Regions from separate parts of the Mus musculus genome. Here region 2 is linked to region 1. A link is a contact called in public HiCAR-type data. All regions are on one chromosome and are shown on one strand. The core of a region is the stretch at or near the end of the contact, and the rest is flanking DNA. Distances in the headings are between cores, read along the strand shown.

The links. HiCAR-type assays count read pairs that join an accessible place to other places.
Region 2: a HiCAR-type map of astrocytes shows a contact between it and region 1, with 2.8 times the contacts expected there. The contact joins the promoter of L3hypdh here to the promoter of Arf6 in region 1. A contact is called at or near these places in 1 of 39 promoter capture datasets (liver) and 1 of 115 datasets of contacts at active chromatin or transcription factors (astrocytes).

The regions. Positions count from the first base shown.
Region 1 is chr12:69,369,356-69,376,923 of GRCm38.p6, forward strand. It overlaps Arf6 (ADP-ribosylation factor 6), which reads left to right and starts at 2,795. Exons shown (of 2, transcript NM_007481.3): 1 at 2,795-2,868; 2 at 2,969-6,625. The coding sequence starts at 3,439. The coding sequence ends at 3,966. It also overlaps the pseudogene Gm18113.
Region 2 is chr12:72,081,919-72,089,486 of GRCm38.p6, forward strand. L3hypdh (L-3-hydroxyproline dehydratase (trans-)) reads right to left here and starts at 3,395. Exons shown (of 5, transcript NM_026038.2): 1 at 2,731-3,395. The coding sequence starts at 3,238. It overlaps Jkamp (JNK1/MAPK8-associated membrane protein), which reads left to right and starts at 3,921. Exons shown (of 7, transcript NM_024205.2): 1 at 3,921-4,265; 2 at 7,397-7,488. The coding sequence starts at 4,262.

The sequences.
Region 1 (7,568 bases), core at 1,545-4,044:
AATGTCTCATATTTCAAATCCTGGAACACCACACCAATCAGCTTACTCACAGGAATCCTATGGAACACCGAGGTAGGAGAGTGATTTATTTGCTCATTTTCCTCTTTCCTTACTCTTCATTTGGGAATAAGTCCAAATATGAGAGGTTAAAACGGTTGCTGTATATCAACATGAGTTTCAGTCATGGTCTGCCACTTTTTGACCATGGAATACATTTTGTCTCAAGATCCATGTCATGAAAATTAGTCAGTTTTTGCCCTGAACGTCTTCAGTAACTAGCTTAAATTTTCTTTTCTTTTTTTTTTAAAGATTTATTTATTTTTATTTATATGAGTACACTGCAGCTGTCTTCAGACACACATTAGAAGAGTGCACTGGATCCCATTACAGATGGTTGTGAGCCACCATGTGGTTGCTGATTTGAACTCAGGACCTCTAGAAGAGCAGTCAGTGCTCTTAACCGCTGAGCCATCTCTCCAGCCCTAGCTTAAAATTTCTAAATGAAACTTCATCATTCTGTAGATCTTCAAGGCTCACTTCAAACGTAGGACTCTTGAGCAGATACAGTTTTGGATCCTTGAGTCCCTTGTGACCGTCGTTTTCCCAATGTTTTTAATACTAGCTGGAACTTTCATATCACACCAGTCTTTCTTAGAAAATCGGTCAACCTTTCACCACACGCTTGCTCTTGCCTGCCAAGGTACTCCTTAGAGAGCCATTTTATATGCAGCTAACAGTTGAAAGGGGAGGGAGAGGCAGGTTGTAAGTGGTGGAGCCACTGGTCAGGTGCCATGTTCCCATAAACAACACTAAGGAAATCACTGTGTCTCAAAAATGTAAAAGAAAAAAAAAAAGGCATGAAAGTAGAAGGGGCTACTAAAAAGGAAGTCAGTGAAAGGGAGCAAGGGAAGGTGACAGAGGGGGAGAATAACTGAAAAACATTATATACACATTTGAGGGCAAAATGATTATGTACAATTAATATAATAGAAACATCAAATAAAAATTATTCTCTAGAAGGGGTCAAGAAAATAAGATGTTTCATCTGTGGTATGGTTTAATAGTTGCCTAAATTATTACTATTTGGAAGTGTTTGGAATATTTTAAAATTTACCTTTTTTTTTTTTTGAGCTAGGACCTCACTTTGTAACCTTGACTTGGCCTGGAGCTCAATATGTACACCAGGTTGGCCTCAATCTCAGAGATATTCATCAATCTCTGTCTCTCCAGTGCGGGGGTTAAAGGCATACACCACCTTGAATGTCTTTAAATTACATTTTGCTTGGTGTCCTCCAAGTCAGGGTGGGTGACAAGTGCTTTAATCACTGAGCAGTATCAACCAGCCCCAAACTGACCTATTTTTTTTAAAGCATGGCATAGAGAGTTTAATTCTTACTATTGGCGACTAGTTTCTGACTATTGCTATTTGTTTTGTACTATAATTATTCTTTAATCATTTATTATTGGGGCTGGGAAGATGGCTTGGTGCATTAAAAAGCACTTGCTTTGTAAGCAGTAAGTTCCAGAGTTCGAATCTTCAGTCAAGTAAAAAGCCTGCTGTGGTTTCAAATACCTGTTGCTCCATTGGGTCACCCCTGTCCTGGGAGGTGGAGGCTGGAGAATAATTTCAGATAACCCTGAGCGACTGTGAGGCCAGTACTTGTTAAATAGAGTGGCACACTCTCTAGCCTAGACTGACCTAGAATTACAGCGACCCTCTCTGCCTCAGTCTCATCACTTCTGGTACAGGTGTGAGCTGTACCAGATGACTTCCTTTTTTTTTTTTTTTAATTATAAAATAAAAACAGTATATTATCATATGCTGTTGTAGCAACTTCCTTGAACTTAAGTTTTCTCCCCGTGTTTATTTTTATTAAAAATTTCACCTTACTTTAACCTTAACACTATCCGTTTAATACAAAAAGGTTTCCTGGTCCAGCAAGATGGCTTAGTAGGTAAAAGCGTCGGGCGCCAAGCTTGACTTGATACCTGGGACCCACATGAAGAAAGGGGAGAACTGACTTTGGTTGTCCTCTGACCTCTCTCCGTGCGTACGCACACTAAATGAAAAAAAGTATTTGAAAATAAGAACAAAACCCAAAGAGTTTCCTTATAGTACGTGGAGAGCAGAAGTCAATTCAAGGGAGTTGGTTCTCTCCTTCCTGGGGAACGAAGGCGGGTCCGCCCTCTCGGTGGCAGGCTTTACCCACAGTCATCTCGTCGGCCCTGATAGTCTGTTTCTTAAGAAATGCGGGCGGTTCAGACCAGACTTATAAAGAACGAGTTTAAACTTTCAAAGGCAGGGCTTAGGGGCAGACCCAACTCGAGTACAAAAAGTGCGGGCTACTTTGGCGGATTCTATGGAACACTGGCCTCCCACGTGTCTTCCAGGAAACTGAAGGAAGGCTGGGGAGAGCGGGAGGGGCTTCGCGCAGGGGGTCCGGGAGCGAGCCTGGGAAGCGTGGCTGGGGCGCCGGTCCTAAGGGCCGACGAAGCCCGCCCTCGGTGGATCCGTGCCCCGCCTTCGAGTGGCGGAGAAGGAGACCCGCGGAGACCCCGGGTAGAGCGACAGGTGGGCACACGGCCAGCCCCACGCCAGCAGGTTCCGCGAGGCGCCGGCGTTGAGCCCCGGGAGCCGCCGTAGCCCCGCCCCCCGGCGCGTGGCGCTCGTGACGTCGAGAGCGCGGGCCACTCTCCTTTCAGAGGTCGCGCTCTTCCGAACGGTCGGGCCGAGGCGCGCGTGCGCAGTTGGGAGGGGAAGTGAGGCGGTTTCCTCGGCGCCTTTTCCGGCAGCGGCGGCGGCGGCAGCAGAGCTAGGAGGAGGAGGTGGAGGCCGGAGGGAACCCGCGCTCGGGGCGGCGGCTGGAGGTAACCTCAAGGGCCGAGCCCGAAAGGCGGGCCGCGTCGGTCTGGGCGCCCCCTCGGAGGCCCGGCGGTAACTCCCTTCTCCCTCTCTGTGTCCCTGCAGGCGAGCACCCGCGAGTTCCCGCGAGGATCCATGACCTGACCGGGCGCCGAGCCGCGCTCGTCGTCGGGGTGGTGACCGGGGTCGGTGCCGAGTCCGGTGCTCGCAGGCCGGCAGGCCGGCCGCAGTTGGAGCCGGCGCGTGCCGAGGCGGCGGAGGAGCTGTCGGCGGCGCTTGCTCGCTCGCTCGTTCGCGCGGCGCCTGCGGGGGGGAAGGGCAGTTCCGGGCCGGCCGCGCCTCGCCTCGCCTCGCTTGAGCAGGGCGGCGGCTCTCCCGGCGCAGACGCAGGGCCCCGGCGGCGGGCGATGCCCGAGTGAGCGCAGGCCGGGCCCCTGCTCCCCTAGCCGGCAGCTTCGCGCAGGCCGCAGGGCGTCCTCGCAGCGGGGCGGCGACGTTTCGGGCTCGCGGCGGCGTTGTAGGCTTGAGGGGACCCGGGACACCTGAATGCCCCCGGCCCCGGCTCTTCCGACGCGATGGGGAAGGTGCTATCCAAGATCTTCGGGAACAAGGAAATGCGGATCCTCATGCTGGGCCTGGACGCAGCCGGCAAGACAACGATCCTGTACAAGTTGAAGCTGGGCCAATCGGTGACCACCATCCCCACGGTGGGCTTCAACGTGGAGACGGTGACTTACAAAAACGTCAAGTTCAACGTGTGGGATGTGGGCGGCCAGGACAAGATCCGGCCGCTCTGGCGGCATTACTACACCGGGACCCAGGGTCTGATCTTCGTGGTAGACTGCGCCGACCGCGACCGCATCGACGAGGCCCGCCAGGAGCTGCACCGCATTATCAATGACCGGGAGATGAGGGACGCCATCATCCTCATCTTCGCCAACAAGCAGGACCTGCCCGATGCCATGAAACCCCATGAGATCCAGGAGAAACTGGGCCTGACCCGGATTCGGGACAGGAACTGGTATGTGCAGCCCTCCTGTGCCACCTCCGGGGACGGACTCTATGAGGGGCTCACATGGTTAACCTCTAACTACAAATCCTAATGAGCGTCCTCCACCCAGCCCCCGGAAGGAGAGAAATCCAAAACCCATTCCTAGGATTATCGCCACCTCCATCACCTCTTTGAATTGCCACTCTCTTTTTGAATCTGAACTCTGGAGTTACTGTTCTACAGTTTAGTGGGGTTGGGGGTTTTCTTTGTTTCCTTTTTTTTTTTTTTTTCCCTCTTGGCTTTGCGTTAGGATGCTCTGATCTGACATTTGACACGAATACAGTGCTAGATGCCTTGTGACTTCCAGCAAACGGGGTGGGGTAATAGCAACTCTTGGTAAAGTCCTTTATAATAATGGTTTGATTTTTTTATTTCGAGAGAATCTTCCCCCCCATGTATGCTTTTTTTCCTTTTTGCCCAGGTTCTTATCACTTGCTGTAGATGGCTTATTTTGCATTCATGCAGACTATGTTCCAAGTCTGTTTCATCTAGTAAACTGAAAATTATTGCTTAATCAAACTGCCGTTTGTCTTTTATATTTAAGGCCTCCCCCCCCTTCCTCCTTAGCGCTAACTTTAGCAGTTTCAAATGTGACCTTTTATAGCCAAGACCAGTATGGTGAACTAAGCCCACAGTGGCAAGATAATGAGTAATAGCAGTGTAATGTTCCAGTTGCACATGAGTGTGTCAGACAGGTAATGTCAGGAGCCCCTGGCAGTGTCAGCCATTAACGTGCATGAGGAGGAGTACAGCTCGAGCTCCCTTCACCCTAGCTAACTGCCGCCTAGAACAAGCAGCGCAGCCTGTAAAGCCTACAGGTCTCTTCCACTGCAAAGTTAGCAACTTCGCTGTTTCCCTCTTCTTACCTTTAAAAATACTCTTTCCAGAAAATGGAGCAATAATGGTGTATGCCTCACACAGATGAAATATTTGTAGATATTTTAAAGTGACTTTTGGACAAAACTGGAATGTTACCTTGTTTCAAATGTCTTAAGACCAGTAGTTTTAAAATTACTAAACATTTGCTCACTAATAAAACATTTAAAAAGTCAAATTATATGCCCCTTTAACGTAGCTGGAAAGAAAATACACATTCCTGTTTTCACGTTACAGCAGCTGACTAGACCGAAGATAATGACATTTTTTAAATAGATGAGTGATCTACATCTCCATTAAGACACTGGAAAAGATGTTTTATTTTAAAAAGGTATTTAGTTTTGCTTGATTGTAGGGTTTACTCCTGCAGATATCCTGTTGGTTCGGTAGTATATCTATCTCCTGTAAGGAAGGAAATGTGCTGAATGAATGGCTTAGATGTGGATGACAAAGGGGAAGTAGGCTGGACGGGAAGAACCTACAGATGACAATGAATGTAAATTAACTTTAAGGGTAAGCATTGTGCTGGTTGTATCCGGATCTTAAGATGATCTGGCTAGGACCTGTAACTAGATGGAGACCACTATAGTAACTTTTTGAACCAAATGTTAATGTCATTCCGAATTGTGAAGCAGCTTCTGGTTTCTCTGTAGCCTTAAGGATTAATTTAGCGATCCTCAAGGAATTAAACTTAGGGAATTTGGGAAATGTAGACTGCACAGGCAGTGTACTGGAAAAGGTGGAATTTTTTTTTTTTTTTAATGAGGGTGTCTGAAAATTAAAATCAAGCCGGATATCATGGTAAAGTTGGACAGTATTGGTCCTTCATGTTTTGGCCATATTGTATAATGGAGCTTTTACCAAAGATGTAGGAGAAGCAGGAGGCTATACAAAAATGAGCTGTAAGTAAAACATTTAACCTAAAGCAGATGAGAAAAGGTGCTATGTTGTAGGCTCCTATTGGTGCAGAGGGATTTTTGATTCAAGACGCAACTAAAGCCTAACGGCCTCAGTTTCACATTAATAGAAGCATCTCTAGGAATGAGGCGGACTCACTTAAGAACATTTTAGTTGCTTTTACAGTTCCCAAAGCTCCACCGTAAATGTAATTCTTAGTGTTTTAAATGATTACATTCTAAGGTACATAAATATGGTTATACAAATATCAATGCTATAGTAACATCCTGAAACAAAATAAGCACAAAGGTATAAATGCCTAAACTGGAGGAAACTTGAAACCCTCATGTTGATTCTTAAATGTAGTGTTCTACTTGTGACAGACAGATTGGTAGACAGCCATTTTTTTGTGTCTTAAAATAATTGGGGGCATAGTTAAAATTTTATACAAGTGATTGCTGTTACTGAATGTTGCAGGTGAGATGGGTTATTTTTAGCTTATTTGAGATATCTGAAGAGGTGGGAGGGGGGGAGACATATTTGAAATTTGAAAACCCTAAACCTTTTGGAAAGAAATTGTAATTTTCACTTACATTTCTTTAAGACTTTAAGAGATTTATAATTGATGTAGTTAAGTCAAACCATAACCATTGGTGATTATGAAGCAAAAATTAGAGCCTGCAGAAAAAGTTATAATGGAAGGATTAAAAAAAATCTAAAGATTTTGTTTTAATTGCATCAATTTCTGTATTTGTGTGAATTTATAAACATGCAGTAAGTTTTGAATGAGGTAAATCTTGTCTAATATAAGTAAATGAGTCTGTAGACTGTGATCCCCTCCCCCAGCTAAAAAAAGTGCAGTACTTGGAAATTGTTCTTTATGGTTGTAGTGTTGCTGAAGCACTAACATGCAGAAAATAAAGGAATTACACAGTGCAGTTTCTTGGTTATGTTACTTGGAGTAGATAAGTGGGATGTATTGGTATCTTGGGCCATGTTATTCTCCAGGGATATATGGTATAAAAGTGAATTTCAGTCTGGCTCTTACGATAAAAGATAAAAAGATTTTTTTCTCCCCTAAATAGTGACTGTTTAAGGTGTTCCCTGTTTTAGTTTCACCGGGCTTTTGACAACTGAGGGTACAGTAGCAGTTGAAGATATTTAGGTCCCCCGCCCTCCATCACACAGTGAATCCCTGACCCCTTTTGCTTTGCTTTTTGAGATAGGGACTTGATAAGTTGTTCCAGTGCACTTTGCACTTGTGCTCCTTGCTTGCTTCATCCTGCAAGCCTGTGCTACCAACTCCACCTCAGGCCTCAGGAATCTTTTTTTGTTGTTGCCCTCCCCCAACCCCCACCCAAATTACAGTTTTAGCATTTTGAAAGTACAGAAGTGAGTTTAGAAGGAATTGGCTTTCAGAGTTGTCCTTTTCTTCTTTAGTTATCTTAATCTTTCATTGTAGAGTTGGGTTTTAAAATTTGCTTTAGAGATCATAGTTGCTTGTTTGACAATAAGGGCAGAATTATAGTCATGTAAAAGGTAAAACTGTAGATGAATAGTTTAAAATGAATTTTAAAATATTGTAAGCATTCCCTATACTAATCCATCAAGTTTTCTTTTGTTGTTGTTGATTATATAGTGTCTTGATGTGATATATATATATATATATATATATATATATATATGTATGTATGTATATATATATATATATATATATATATATATAGTATGATTTAGATTGCACATCAAGGCTGAGTTTGTTAGTGCCTACCTGTAATCCCAGCACTTGGGAGAGGGAGGGATCACAAGTCTGAGGTCAGCCTGGTTTATTAGAGACATTGGTTTTAACTAACCAAGGAGGCTCATATTGATACTTACCTA
Region 2 (7,568 bases), core at 2,145-4,644, 2.7 Mb after region 1:
CCCCCCCTTTAATATGAATACATGCTGTGTGCCTAGATTGGGCAGATCTACCACAGCTATGCTACCATCTTCCACATCTTCTTCCTCCTCCTCTGCCTTCTCTGTCTCAAACCTCTTTCTTTTCTTTCTTTCTGCTTTACCTTCTCTCTCTCTCTCTGCCCAACCATCAGCTCTCCTTTATTTTACAAATTAAGGTGGGAAGCAGGTTTACAGGAACTCATCTGAGTGCTGACTCATTCCTCGTTCGCAGTCCCTCACCGGAGAACAGAATTGACATCAAATATAATTAGTCCCAGGGCTATCTATCCACAACACCCCACCAAAACCCACCAAAATAGCATGTAAATTCTTTGCAATGAGGTACACTAGGTCAATCTGTAATGTCTCCAGCACCTCATTAATGAGCATGTCTGTTTATTAAAAGATTTGGAACTATTGCTTCTCAGCCTTCTGACTAAGATCAAGTGTAAAAGATCTGAAACTAGGACAGGCGTCGTAAAAAATCAGGTTCAGTTCCTAAGAAGAGGCTTGTCGGAGTGTGCACTGATAGAGGCCTGCTTCCGGATCTTGCCTCCACCCCAACTCCACCCCCATGCCCTCCTCCTCTGCCCCGCGCTGGGAACCGCTGGGATTCAGCCGCCCTTGGCCAGGAAGGGGCCTCTGGTCATACCAGACAAGTCGCACGGGATCGGGTTTGCCTAGCAGAAATGCACAGGACCCAGCACCACCCTTCCTGCCACGCGCAGGACGAACTCCCGCTGCTGCCACTCCCGGGGCTCGAAGGAAGAAACTCGTGGACTCCCTTTAATCTACTGCTCAAGTTGCTTAGGGAGAAACTAGGTATCCAGCTGGTTAAATGGCTGGTCTTGAAAAACCAATAATAATGATAATAATTCTAACCCTGATTATCATTATTATTAAACCATAAATCATTTTTTCCCAAGTGCCATACTCTCATAGGGCATCAAATTCCTCCAAGGCCCGCCTCATCACAGGTGTTCCCTCTACTGGGGCCACCCTAAGCCTGTTCAGCTACAGTGTCATTTATGCCCAGACTGATCCAGAGTCTAATTATTCAAGGAGGATCAGGGTCAGATTTTCTAAGAATGCTTTGCATAGCTTGAAGTCTTGGGAGAAAAGCAGTGGTAACCTTATTCCTAGATTGGTTAAAGTAGCTCCCAGTTCACTTCCAGGCAAACATTAAACATTTCCATGGACAGAACTCAAGCCGGCAAGTGTGTCTGACCTGCCAGTGTGGCAAGTTCCATGCTGGAGAGCTATGAAACTCAGAGACTATAAAAAAATGAATGATTAAAAGATGTACTTTTTTTTTTTTTTTTTTTTTCCGAGACAGGGTTTCTCTTTATAGCCCTGGCTGTCCTAAAACTCAATTTGTAGACCAGGCTGTCCTCGAACTCAGAAATCCGCCTGCCTCTGCCTCCCGAGTAAAGGGATTAAAGGCGTGCAACACCCACCCCCCCCCACCCCCCCACCCCCCCGTCGTAAGTGTACATTTTTTATGGAGGGCACATTCATAGCTATCCTGGGCAAATGGACCCTGCAAGTTGCATGCTGGGTACTCTTGCTACAGGGACACCTGGGATGAGAGATAAAACAGCTGCCAGTTGATTCCTAAGAGGGATGCTCCTCTTTGTAAATGTCCCGATTATGCAGATTATCTGCTTAGTCTATACCATAGAACCCAGAAACCCCGTCCATGTTTCTGTATCTCCAGGAAACAATCCTACATATCTTGAAGTCTCTGTTTCTTGACGAATATTTTTTTTTCAGATATTTAAAAAATTCTGGGCTGGTGAGATGGCTCAGTGGGTAAGAGCACCCGACTGCTCTTCCAAAGGTCCGGAATTCAAATCCCAGCAACCACATGGTGGCTCACAACCATCTCTAACAAGATCTGACGCCCTCTTCTGGAGTGTCTGAAGACAGCTACAGTGTACTTACATATAATAAATAAATAAATCTTTAAAAAAAAAATCTACCAGTACTCAAGAAGTGGGCCAGCCTAGTCAACGTAGAAATTCCAGGGTTCCATTCCAGCCAGGGCTACACAGTGACCCCCTGTCTCAAAACAATAAAACAATGAACACTCATTAATTTAAGAAAAAAAAATTTTAACAATGTTTCATACCCTCATTACTAACCACAAAAACCTCTGAGATAAAATGAAGGTACAGACTCAGTCAAGGAGTCTGTGAACTTTGCCTAAGGTTGGATGGCTTTTGAGGGGTTGTGAACTTGTGTGTCCAGCCAAGGACTTTGTTTCTCAACAAGGACAGCAATAGCTTTGCTTACAAATTTAGTGCCTTTCAGAGTCATTTAGTTCTTACCAAGCATATTCTAAGCTATGCTCGAACTCTGGTACACACACTGTCCTTTGGTCCTTAACTTCAGTCTACTGTGAAGCGGCTATGAATCCTGACAAGCAAGGAATGAGGATCTTAAAAAAAGGAAGCGCACAATTCATCCGCATTCCACTCTAAGCTCCCCCCAGGCCTTGTGAGCATGGATCCGCTCAGCAGGACAGCAGAATTGCATCCACCAAACCTGTAAGGCAAAGACACTGAAGCGTGTTTGCAGTAATTTGGAATTACCTTTTTATTAATCGCAAGGGCAGGCAGGGTGGGTTAGTTGCGCAGATATATTCAGCCACAGAGCAGTGGTTAGATTCGCGGATTGTCTCAACCGGGTCTAGTGAGTCTCACCCTTTACCTGAGGCCAGGACAAAGGCTGGGACGCTGTGGAAGCGCACAGGGCCGCAACTGCGGCCACCTTCACACTCTACGAAGGCGGTCACCAGACCACACGGGCAGTGGATGTTGACCTGAGCCTCCCGGGCGCCTTTTGGGGGAGCGGGCACCAGTCCAAAGTCGAGCGCGAAGCGGCCCAGCGCTAGCACCGCGTGACCGCACATGGAGCTGTAGCCTTCGTTGTGCAAGAACAGGACGCCTAGGTGTGCGTCTGGCAGCTCACTGGGCACCAGGATGGCCCCGTACATGTCCCGGTGGCCGCGGGGCTCGAACACGAGCCGCCGCCGGATGTAGTCGAGGTGTTGACGCATGTAGCGACGCTTGGCCAGCAACGTGGGCCCTGCCACCTCCGGACACCCGGCGTGCACGATGCGCAGAGGCTCGCCGCCTGTGTGCATGTCCACCACCGACAGTGCTGGCGTCCTCGGGTCGTTTGGGGGCAGCCGGGTCACTGCCAGCGCCGCCTCCATTGTCTGCGTCCAGGGACTGCCGCACAGCGCGGTGGTGCTCTCTCCAAGCAGGGAGAAAGCGCCAAACCCAACGGGAGAACGCGCAGAACCGGTGGCAATCTCAGGGCCAAGCCGGCGAGCAGAGATCACCCAGCGACCAGCGTCCGGAATCTTAGACTGGGCGCGCCCGAGCTAGCAGGATTCAGAGTTAGACTCCCAACAGGGGCGAGCCTGGGCGACAGGACAGGGAGCGTGGGCAGGGATTAGAAAACTAGACCCCCCAAATGGGGGCGTGGCTCCAGAGGTTTGAACACACGGAGGGGGCGGGGCTTCGGAACTTGCTCCAGCAGCGGGGCGGGGCTCGGAGGCTGGACTGCTCGGCGGGGGCGGGGCCTCGGAGACTAGACACGCGGCAGGGGCAGGGCCTAGAAAAGGAGCCAATAAAATAGGGGCGGGGCTCCAGAGACTACTCTGCGGAGGCGGTGCCTAGAAAACTAGCCCGCACGATGGGGGCGGTCCTCGGAGACCTCAATGCAGGGTAGGAGCGAGGCCTCGGCGACTTGAATGCACGGGGTGGGCGGAGCTACGAGCTTCGTCTAGGAAACGGGGGCGGGACCTCAGGGCCCCTTCAAAGAGACACTGGAGGCGGTGGAGACCAGTTCAAGTTGGAGGCAGGGCGGGGACGAGACCTGAGTCTGGACCCGGAAAAGGTGGAGCCTCTGAGCTCAAACCCGGAAGCGAGAGAGAGAGAGAGAGAGAGAGAGAGAGAGAGAGAGAGAGAGAGAGAGGCTTCCAAGCCTAGATTAGGAAACTAGGTTTCTGGGAATCCTAGGCCTGGAAGTCCGCCGCGTGCACCCCCGACACCCCTAGCGGGGGAAGCGGTGGTGGGGCGGGACTCGGAGCCGAATGTAGCAGGGGCGGGGTTCCAGCGTGCTTGCCAGGCTAGCGGGAGGCGGAGCGGCTGAGAGCGCTGTGGCCCGGATGTTCGGGCGCTGCGTTCGGACCCGCTGATCCCCGGCTTCTCAGGGGAACCTAGTGTGGCCAATGGGTAAGTGGTCGATTAGGCTGCGGGCGTGTCTCTGTCCTTTTTTCCTATTGCTTTTCCTCGCATTGTCTTGGGCTCGCCATCGGGCCGACAGCTCTGCTGCAGCGAGCAGCCTGGCCCTTGGCTGCGCTGAGCCCAGGCACTGACTTCTCCCGGGGTTGGGATGGTCTGCTCCAGAATGGCTGGAGAAGAGCGCTTGTGCAGAATTAAAGGCTGAGTCTTTGTTGTGCTCTTCCTGTGTCCCTTCCTTCAGTCCCTTTGTTCTTGTCCAGGAAAGCATTCCTGGTGGTTGACTTCAGAATTAGAAGCAGAGTTAGAACAGGACAAGGAAGCAGAACCTAATTGCCACGAGACTTGCTTTTTCAACCTCAAATGTAATAGTTGTTTTTCAAGACAGGGTTTGTCCTTGTAGCCTTAGTCGACCTGGAACTTGCTCTGTAGACCAGGCTAACCTCGAACGCAGAGTTCCACCTGCCTCCGCCTCCATAGTGCTGGGTTGAAAGGCGTGCACTATTACACTGGACATCAAATGTAAATACATTAAGCCCTTCACAAAGGGTCTTAGACTGCTGCAGAAAAAAACAAGGACAACATTTTAGCTATAGCTCACCAATGGCTATGAAAGGTTGTACAGATTCTTCTCGTTAGGTAAATGAGCTTTGGTTTGTTGGCCTTGGTTTTGAGATCTTTTAGACGCAAAGCCCATGGAGAAGGGACTTCCTTCTCATTACAGTTCAGTTGTGTTTAAAAAAGGTGTTAAGGATTGGCTGGAGAGATGGCTCAGTGATTAAGAGCACTTGCTGCTTTTCGTGGGGTTTGATCCCCAGAACCTCCACAGCGGCTCAGGACCCTTAGTAACTGCAGTTCAGTGGCTCCTATATCCCTTTCTGACTTTCTCCTCTTTTGGCCTCTGCGGGAACTTGGCTGGTACATGGTGCACAGACATAAATGCAGGCAAAACACAAATACACATGAAAACACAATACTATAATAATAAAAGTTTGTTTTTAAGATTATAAAATAAAGAAGAATTTTTTTAAAAAAAAGATGTCAGATACTTGGTAAAGTGAAAATATCAAACATGAGACATTTCAGACTTTTTTCTGTTTTCCCTCGGCAACATAAGTCCCCCCAAAAAACAACAACAACAACAACAAAAAAAACAAAAACAAAAAACAAAACTGTTCTCCAGGAATTTGAAAGGAGAAAGGGCCTTGTAACCAGAGTCTCCACATGAAAAGTTTGAGGAAATTATTGTTCAGCAATAATAACACGTGTAAATTCACACGTAGGCCAGCATTGTTTTGGATTCATTTCATAGCAAATGGCAGATTCTTACAGAAGCCAGCCTCACTGCCATCGTCCTCTGAGTACCTTTGTGGCTTTGAGCAGCACTTTCCATAATTGGTGTAGAGGATCAGGTGTCACTGATACAGAGGAGTAATTTCTCTTCGATGAAGTCTTAGATAATTTGGAGATCCTCGGGTTTTTGTCTTAAAAGAGCTGTTTTTAATTCCCCTCATCCCTTTAAGAAATTGATTGCAAGAAATTGATTGTTCTCAAGTAATTGCTCAGAAGCTCAGTGCCAGCACTGATGGGATCTACCCTTGTCAAAAATCATAAAAACTGGGCTAATGCTTTGATATGGAGGTGAATTGATTTGTTTTAAAGACCTACCTTCTGCTCTGAAGTTCTCTTTTCAGAATGTGGACAATTCAGCATTTCTGTTATGAATAAAAAATGAGTCTGTGTGCCCAGTGTCTCTATTTGGCCAAATGAAGAATAGTGACTGTAGCTGGTCTTTGTAGTTTTACCACTCCTTATCAATAGATAGGAGAGAAAGATGCACAGGTGGGGGGGGGGGGGTGTTTAGATAATAAAGATCTCTGAATCTAATTTTTTTCTTGCTTCTTCTTTGCTTGTAGCTGGCCTTTGCTGCTTTGCAGATTCTTTTTCCCCCGACATACACTCTCTGGTCCTCCTTTCTCCCAGTTTCATCCCCTGTCACCAGATAGGAGAGAAGGAAGGATGGGGGAGGGGAATAGAGCTCCTTGAATTTCTTCTTGTTTCTTCTTTGAACATAGCCACTGACTGCACCCAAACCTCCTCAACGACCAACCACCCCTACCCTGCCTCTCAGAGCCCTACCATTACTCTCTGAAGAGTTTCCAGAATTCTAAACGTCACACAACTGCAGGAACCTTCTGCTAGAGCCCGAGGCGAATCACAGTCAGCTGCTGTGAAGCAGCCTCATATCCCATCCCCATGCCTGAGACTAAAATGAAAGCATAGTATTTTGAATTCTCACTACAAGTGGCTTTCTATCCGAGATTTTTCTTTTCTTTTCTTTCTTTTTTTTTTAAGTTTTATTTATTTATTTTATGTATGTGAGTACACTGTCTCTGTCTTCAGACACACCAGAAGAGGGCATCAGATCTCATTAAGGATGGTTGTGACCCACCATGTGGTTGCTGGGATTTGAACTCAGGACCTTCGGAAGAGCAGTCTGTGCTCTTAACCGCTGAGCCATCTTTCCAGCCCCCGTGATTTCTTTTAATTAAAATTTTAAGTTGTGTGCTTGTGTATGGTGTATGATAGGCATGGGGCTGGGGGTGTGCCTGCTACAGCCCACACATGGAGGTCAGGAGACAGCTCTCTGGAGTCCTCTTTACCATGGGCTCTAGAAGTCAAGACTCCTGAGTTAGTCAGGCGTGCTCATCAAGCGCTTTTACCAGAGCTACCTCTCTGGCCCCTATCAGGGATTTCAATAATAATAATAATAATAATAATAATAATAATAATAATAATAATAATAGTTCTTATGACCTTATAACCAATGAAACTCTAAACTCCAATCATAGGGACTGGCTTCCTAGAGCCATTGGGAAGATTCAGGGTTAGGTGTCTGGGGCTAGAACCTGCTGTGCTGGTTAGAATAGGAGACTCCAGAAGAGCAGCAAGATGCAAGTATAACTTTCTGTGCTGTCACAGTGTGACAGTGTGTCGAGACTTGTCTGTTATGTAATTTTAAAGTGAGGTTGAGATAGTTGTTGTCAGTTACTTCAGCTATTCTCAGGCTACTCTTGTTTATAATCACAAAAGATGTTACTATACTGGCATTTGTTTTTAAAAAGCTGTCGATATTCAACCAGCATGCCTTGGACTCTACTGTGGGAAGACCCTATTATTTAAAAATGGCTCAAGTGAAATCTATGGAGAATGTGGGGTAAGTCCTATGTTGATATTATTTCATTGTAAGATTTGTTTGTTCTGGAAACGTTGTACATGTAGATTTTTTTTTTGTTA